2 separate regions of the Mus musculus genome follow, and region 1 is linked to region 2. The links are chromatin contacts, called in public promoter capture Hi-C maps. All regions are on one chromosome and are shown on one strand. The core of a region is the stretch at or near the end of the contact, and the rest is flanking DNA. Distances in the headings are between cores, read along the strand shown. Region 1 holds the start of Casp8ap2 (caspase 8 associated protein 2). Region 2 holds the start of Bach2os (BTB and CNC homology 2, opposite strand).

Region 1 (3,713 bases), core at 737-3,236, 44 kb before region 2:
GAGAGCGAGAGAAAGAACAAGCTAGACACAGGAAGACAGAACAAGCCAGACAGGTCAGAAAGAATGAGAAAAGATGAGCTTACTCAGCAATAAGTCTCAGAGGCTGAAAACACTCCAGGACTAGATTAGATTGTACAGCAGCTAGAAGCTTTCAGGACTCAGGCAGTAAGCTTCGGAAATGACAATTACATCAGGTGATTAAAGTTACATTTAAATTCAACTCTACATTCCCGTGGGATTTGAGAAAACACGTCCACCTTGCTGACAGTACAGGCCCAGGTTGGACAAGGGTCATCTGTTTTGTTCCCCACCATCATCAGCTCTTAGCACTGTCTGGCATAGCGGTTAGTAGTTAGTAAGTAATAAAATAATTTGTTAAGCTAATGAAATGCCAAATTAGTTAAAGATGATTCCGAAATTTCTACCTCTGATAAGGTGGAAGGCATTCTTTTAATGGTAATGGAGAAATAAAGAAGACCCGGTGAATCACTTGTACAACAATCAGGTGAAAATGTCGGTCTGGGTTAGAAATAGAGTTGGATCCCTAACAGATTTTTCTTAAAAGAAAAGGAGAGTTAAGATGATTTGGGGCTCATTAGCATCATGGTGACAGGTATATTAAAAAAAAAATTACAAGTCAGTGAGTCTCCCAGGGTGGGAAGATAGGAGAAGAAAGAGAGAGAGAGAATATGAAAGGTAGAGGAGTGAGAGAGATCTTTCTATACTTCTTCTCATCTCCCATCTGAGTTACTACTGAGAGGAGTGGTACACCTTTGAAACATGCAGAGGCCAAGTTTTAAAAACCAAGAAGCTAATGATTGATTAATAACAGCTGCTGGGCTAGGAAGGTTGCTCAGTAGTGTGCAGTCCTCACAGCTTTGAAAAGGCCAGTCCCTAGCACCAAAATGTTCTTTAAAAATTTTACAGGTTGATAACCATTATCTGGAAGGATAAACAGCTTCAACAGATTCATAAGCAAATGCATAGAGAAAGGGGTCATCTAATCTTTTCTGAAAGCAGTATGAAGTTCAAATTTTTCAATACACAAAAGCATACATTTGTAGAAGGAAAACAACCAGGCAAAAGCTAAGAGGCAAATCTCACTCTAGGTTCTGAGGATGAGACAGGCATGAAAAGCAGCATACATTACACAAGTCAAGTATTGATATAAGTGCGCTAAGTACTCCTTTAAATTATCCTGAAGCTCCTATCAAGTCTATATTATTCCTTATCCCGTCTAAATAGATGAGGAACCTAACAGAGCCAATTAGAAAATCTGCTGCAGCCAACAGCTAGAAAGTGGAGAGCTGGGATAAATTCCAGTCAGATGTCAAAAATCAAAAACACCCCTTAAAACATAAATCTCTGGACATATCCCGTAAGATGGCAGGAAATACTATGGAAAAAAAATAATTTGGGGTATGGTAACAGAGCCAAGAAGTCTTGCCTAGTGGCCTAGTCCCTTCCAAGGCGGGGTTGAAGCTCATAGGAGAAAGGCCTTCAGCGAGAAGTTTGGTGTTGGTGTGGCGAGAAAAGACCGCCAAGAGGATCCTTGAAGCACTAATGCTTCCTGAGAATTCTACATTCCCATGTCAGGGATGGTTCGAGGCGCTGCGGAGAGCACATAAACAACTTCTTCTCTCAAGCTTTCAGCTTGGGAAACTGCCCCTGTCACTGATCGCCCGACCCTCGGGACAGCCCCTTCTCCACACTCACCGAGAGCTCGGCAGTAGGGACTTGGGAGACACGGGTGGGGGAGGGGAGGGGCGCGCTGTAGACCCGGCGATGTTCCGGGTGCTCGCCCCAGCGCCCCCCGAGACGCTCCGAGGGGCGCTCCCCGAGGACGGCAGCTGGCTCCTCGAGGCCCAGCCAGGCACAACCCTTCGCCCAGAGCGTAAGCCATCCCAGGCGGCACCCCGCTGCCTCTCCCCAGCAGCCCCGCGACAGGCCCTCAGGAACTTACCCGGCCGGCCAGCCCCGCACAGCGGCCGCTGTCCGGACGCCAGGCGCTCCGCCGTCTCCACCAATCGCAGCTCACGGTAAGGACGCCAGGGCGGGACCGAGCGCCGACAACCAATTAGATAAGACGCAAAGCACGTCTCGGCGCACACAGCCAGTTCCCGCCATTGAAGGCGGAAAAAAAGATTCCAGTTGGCGCCAAACTCTGGTACTTACTCTTCTGTGGCTCCGAAGGGAAGTGGGCGGGCCGTGACCTCAGTGACAACGGGGCGGGGTTTCTCCGCGGAAAAGACGTCACCAGAGCGGAAGTGGGGCGGGTCTGGGAGACGCTAATGAAAGGGAAAGTAAAGGTGGAGGCTCCTAGCTGTTTTGGCTGAGAGCAAGTGGAGAAGGCTTGAGGTCTTTAGTGTATAAATTGTGTCAGCTGCGCGCTAGACAGCGCTAAGATCTGACCTTTAAGATGCCATCCTGGATGGTGAACGTAGCGTAGAATTACTAATTCAGCGGGATAGAAGAAGGTTTTTGTTTTTGTTTTTCCGTATTAAACTTTTTTATGTAAAGCCGGGCGTGGTGGCGCACGCCTTTAATCCCAGCACTTGGGAGGCAGAGGCAGGTGGATTTCAGAGTTCGAGGCCAGCCTGGTCTACAGAGTGAGTTCCAGGACAGCCAGTGCTACACAGAGAAACCCTGTCACGAAAAACCAAACCAAAAAAAAAAAAAATATATATATATATATATATATATACATATATATATACAATAAATTATTTTTATCGTTTTTCCCCTACCCGAACGCATCTCTGATCCCACCTCCTTACCCACCGAACTTCATGTTCTCTTTCTCAAAAAAAGAAAGAAAAAAGGAAAAAGAAACAAAAAAGAAACCAGTAAGAAAAAACAAACAAAGCCAAGACAATACAAAACGAAACAAAAAGCTCAGACACAAAAACATGGAATTCAATTTATATTGGTCAACTACTCCTGGGTATTGTCCCTTCCCCAAAGTCTGGCTGATAGACCAGTGCCACTCTACTAAAGAAAACTGCTGTCTCCTTTCTCTGCAGGTTGAATTCAACTGCAAATACCTCCTCAGGCTTGAACCCCAACGGGTCTTATGAGGGTTATCGGCCTCTGCATTCATATATTTATTAGTCCTGTTGTGTCTGTTCCTTGGATGACACAGTTCTTGGAGTCATCCGCCACCTCTGGCTGTTGAGAGTCTCTCTGCCTCCTTTTGGGTAATGGGTCCCTGATCCTTGAGGCAAAGGGTTTGATGAAGGCGTCCCATTTAGGGCTAAGTGCTCCAAAGATTCACTCTCTGCCCATTGTTAGTTGCTTCCTACTGTAAGAAGTTTCTCTGATGAGTCTTGAATAATGCAGTGATTTAGGGGTATAGCGCTATGTCGTGATGAGTATTTTATTGGCCTTTGCAGAATCATAGTAGTAGTTTTACCTCTAGGCTTATGAACTATCTAGTCTCAGGTTCTTGGCCATTTGAGCAGTGTCAGATATGGTCTCACTGAGCAGACCTTAAATCCACACAGAAAATGGTTTGTTATTCCTATAGCATGCACGTCACTATTGCACCAATATGTGCAGGGACCCATGGCGTTGACCTGGCATAGATGCCTTGAGAGTCATGCAGCATAGGTTTCTCAGTTTAGAGTCCATGGCTCCTGAAGCACGATGCGCCTTCCCATTCCTGAGAGACCAAATGCTTCAGGCAGTGAAGTACTCAGTACTCTTTGTGTTTC
Region 2 (4,001 bases), core at 650-3,149:
AGACCCGCAGAGGACTGTAACCCCAGCCAACACCCGATCTGAGCCAGAAATGCTCATGAGGGCCAGCTCAGTTCCTGACACACAGAACGTGTGAGAGCTGTTGAATGACCACTGCTACTGTAAGCCATTAAGGTTTAGGCACGATTCCTACTTTTAAGTCCTTCACAAGTCAAGGTAAATATTTTTAAAAGAGAGGATGGCAGGGGTGGGAGAGATGGCTCGATAGTTAAGAACACCTGCTATTCTTCCAGAGGACCCAGGTTTGATTTCCAGCACACACACACACACACACACACACACACACACACGAACATACATGGCAGCTCACAATCATCTGTGGCTACAGTTTCAGGGAATCCAATACCCTCTTCTGGTCTCTGTTGGCCCCAGACACACACGTGGTACAGACAGACATACACACAAACAACTATAAAATAGAAATAAATAAATAAAACTCCACAACAATGAAGAGAGGATATCACAACTCTGGAGGTGTCTTCTCTGTTGTTTAATTTTAGTATGTATTATTTTGTAAGAACGGCAACTATGGAGACCTGATGCAGGGAGTGGTCCTCATCTATAAACACAAGAAGTGAAGGTATGGAAATTAGGAATTCAAGGTCATCCTTAGCTACAAACTGACAAACTGAGTTTAAGGCCAGCATGGGCTACTGAAGACCCTAATTGTTTTGTGTGAAAACATTGACTTTGTGTCTGATGCAGAAGCTGAGAGCAAGCCCAGGCTCTCTCTCTCTCTAGGGCCTTGTCAGTCTCCATGGGGTTTGGAGTTCAGGTCGGTGACATTTTTAAAAAATGATTTATTTATTTTATATATTTGAGTACACTGTCACTGTCTTTAGACACATCAGAAGAGGACTTCAGATACCATTACAGATGGTTGAGAACCACTGTGTGGGTGCTGGGAATTGAACTCAGGACCTCCGGAAGAGCAGCTGGCGCTCTTAACCACTGAGCCATCTCTCCAGCCCCAGGTCTGTGACTTTTAACAGCTTCTCTCTGCCCTTCCTTGCTAAGGCGGTGCTGATGGTTTGGGAACTTCTGCAGTTACATCTGTTTCTGCAACTCCTGCACAGTTATGACCTCAGCAATCTTAGCACTTGGGAGGAGGTGGAGGCAGGAAGATTAAGGCCACCCTCAGAGGCCTGTGGAGTTCCAGGCCAGCCCAGGCTATTAGACCCAGCTCAGGTTGCTTAGGTTTTTTTCTCATATTCAATTTCTTGGCTTGGCCAGCAGATGGCAATGTAAGCCTAAATGTCATGTGCTAGGCTAACCTTTAATACTAACACCAGTCAGAGAGGCTAAACTTACAAGTGTATGTCAGTCAGGTGTGTTGTGTTACACCTTTAATCCCAGCACTTGAGAGGCAGAGGCAGGTGGATCTCTGAGTTTGAGCCTAGCCAAGGTTAAATACCGAGAGCTTGTTTCAGAAAAACTCAACCAACACCCCCACCCCTGCAAGAAACCAAAAAATTGAAAGCGGCCACATTAAATAAAGTAAAAACAAAACAAAACAAAACAATCCAGGTGAGTTTCATTTTAAGAACATGTCATTTATCCCAGTGTATAAAATATTTCTAATGTAATCTATACAAGTTATTTACAAAAAATTCAATGATGAAAAATTAAAATCTAAAGCACATTTTATTGTTCCAGTATTGTTCCACAATTCAGATGGGTCCCCACAAAAGGCTTGCTAGACATGTGTAGGACGTGCCCAGGAATCTTACAGATCTCTCAGGAAAAAGAGTCACTGGAGAAAGCATGTGGGCCTGGGTTTATTGGTGAAGAAAGCAACTTCCTGTTAGGATTCAGAGGGTGGAGTGTTGAGTCTGTGTTCTTTAAGAGGTCAAGGGTATGGCTAGTCTGCCCTGAATCTGGGAGTTATCTGTTGGTTGCATCAGATAGTCATGAGGCTCAGTCCTGGTATTTGTGCCCAGTTGATCACCATGCACAAAGGTAAGCACACTAAAGAATCATTTGCCTTTCCTAGGGCCGGGTGAAAATTCTGTCGGGTTACTTCCTAGCTGTGCACTTACTCCATGTGGCACTTACTATGCCTCCCATGTGGTGAGTGCAGGCAGGACAAATGGCTCCTTTGCAGGCTGTTGGAAAGGCCTTTGCCTGTGGGGCTGTTTCTCCTAGGCTTCCAATGATACAGTGCACTGTTTATCTCCATTTTCCAAGCTTTGGATAACAGACACTCAGATCCTAGATGGTGCCCCAGCAGCACACAGGTCGTCAGTTGGAGACATAGCACCTGGGCATCACAAAAGCTGTGCACCCTTGGGGCTCAGGGGACTTCTATTTCCACTGACAGCAGAGCCATCTTACTTCAGCTCCAGACTGTATTTGCTTACTTGCAGAAAGAAAACATGCCACAGAGCAGATCACAAGGAAAGTCTAAAGGGCTTCCGCACCGAGCGCTACTGTATTTAAAGCCATCTAGACAGCAAACACAGACCAGGTAGACAGGATGGAAGGTTGGCGGGGGAAAGGGAAAATCAACAATGGCAGTGTCAAAGTCCTTGGAGCAAAAGCAAACCACACATGGAATTTCATCAGGGATTGTTGCAATCGGGCTTCGTTTTTAAAGACGGTCAGTGGAGAAGAAAACAGTCAGCCATACATCTTCTTCTCTCTCAGGGGGAAGGGAGCCCTCACTCTTGTGCTGGGTTCTGTTTGTAGATCTGCTAGCCACACAGCAAGGAGGAACTTACACTGACCAGCAGGTGGGAGCACCTGCCTTGTTCCTCAAGGGATGCGGAGGCTCAACCTCAGCCCTCGGCTGTTTCCAAGGCAACGGGCGGGCATTCCTGGAGATGAGGGGCAGCCCTGGGCCTTTCCAGAGGAATATTTTCACAAGCTTTTGTGTGCATCCATGTACCCCACACAGGGCTGAAAACTAGGTAATGTGACAACGTCTTGGAAAGCCGACCAGCTGCGAGAAAGCTCACGCCTCTGCTCTTTCCTCCAGGAGATTAATACAACGTACACAAGCTTGTACAGCTTGCTGTTTGAGTCAGTGCTCCTGCCTAACATATCCTTCCAGACGGTACTTCTCATCAGAGGTGTTTACTCTCTGGGTCCCCAGAGACAGCACAGAGTAGACAATATGACACAATGAAACATTCTGCTAACTCTCGCCCCCACCTGTCCGAATAGCCTGCTGTTATGGCCAGTGGACTCTGGGCAGGGAGGCTGCACGGTAGACAGGCCTGGGAGATTTGTAGGCGATGAATCTCTTTAGTTGTGGACTGCTTTGGTTTTTGGTTAAGGCTTGGAGACAGAGGAATAGTCACTGAGTCAGCAGGCCAAATGTGAAAGAGGGTACTATTGGCCACTGCTGCGGTTTGCACAATATGTTCCTGTTGGTCATACCAGTCTTGCCAAAGTGCTGACTCTCTCCCTGCCTCTGGAACCCACAGGAAGTGCAGGATTAGAGGTCATTTTTCAGTATGGGACCTACACTGCTCGCCAGCAATGCCCGGAGGAAGGTTAGACTTTGTGGGAGTCCCAGCTTTTTAGCAGTCTGTGAAATCAATTCCTGCAGTTTGTAGCCAGGGACCCCTGACCTAGAGATGGCAAAGGGCAGAGAACCTTCTGCATGAGACCTAACCTGCCTTCTCGGCACACTTACATGGCCAGAGAGAAAACCTAGACAGGGAGGCTGGGAGATCACTGCTGCCTAACGACTGCCCACATCCTGTAGCCTAAACCATTTCCCTCATTTCAATTAAGATATCACTGAAAAGCTAATTTCCTATAAAGAATTCAAAGATGAGACAAAAGAGGAAAAGTTCCTGCTCTTAAGCAATGCTTATTCTGCCCTGGTGCATTTCTCTACAATGTTTGCTCTGCACAGTTTTTATGGAATTGTGACAGTGACACTCTGCCCATCTCATCCCACCAAACTTTTAGGCACACATTTCACTTGCCCGTTACCTCTGGTTTGCTGGGCAGAGACTACTGAAGGAGGAGGG

The links. Promoter capture Hi-C pulls out the DNA fragments that hold promoters and counts their contacts.
Region 1: a promoter capture Hi-C map of embryonic stem cells shows a contact between it and region 2. The contact joins the promoter of Casp8ap2 here to the promoter of Bach2os in region 2. A contact is called at or near these places in 3 of 39 promoter capture datasets (embryonic stem cells, liver and macrophages), 2 of 115 datasets of contacts at active chromatin or transcription factors (embryonic stem cells and microglia) and 1 of 9 other capture datasets (adipose tissue).

Annotation. Positions count from the first base shown.
Region 1 is chr4:32,613,743-32,617,455 of GRCm38.p6, reverse strand. Casp8ap2 (caspase 8 associated protein 2) reads right to left here and starts at 1,986. Exons shown (of 11, transcript NM_001122978.2): 1 at 1,964-1,986.
Region 2 is chr4:32,569,560-32,573,560 of GRCm38.p6, reverse strand. Bach2os (BTB and CNC homology 2, opposite strand) reads left to right here and starts at 1,899. Exons shown (of 5, transcript NR_026843.1): 1 at 1,899-1,977. All of the region lies in intron 3 of Bach2 (BTB and CNC homology, basic leucine zipper transcription factor 2), which reads right to left.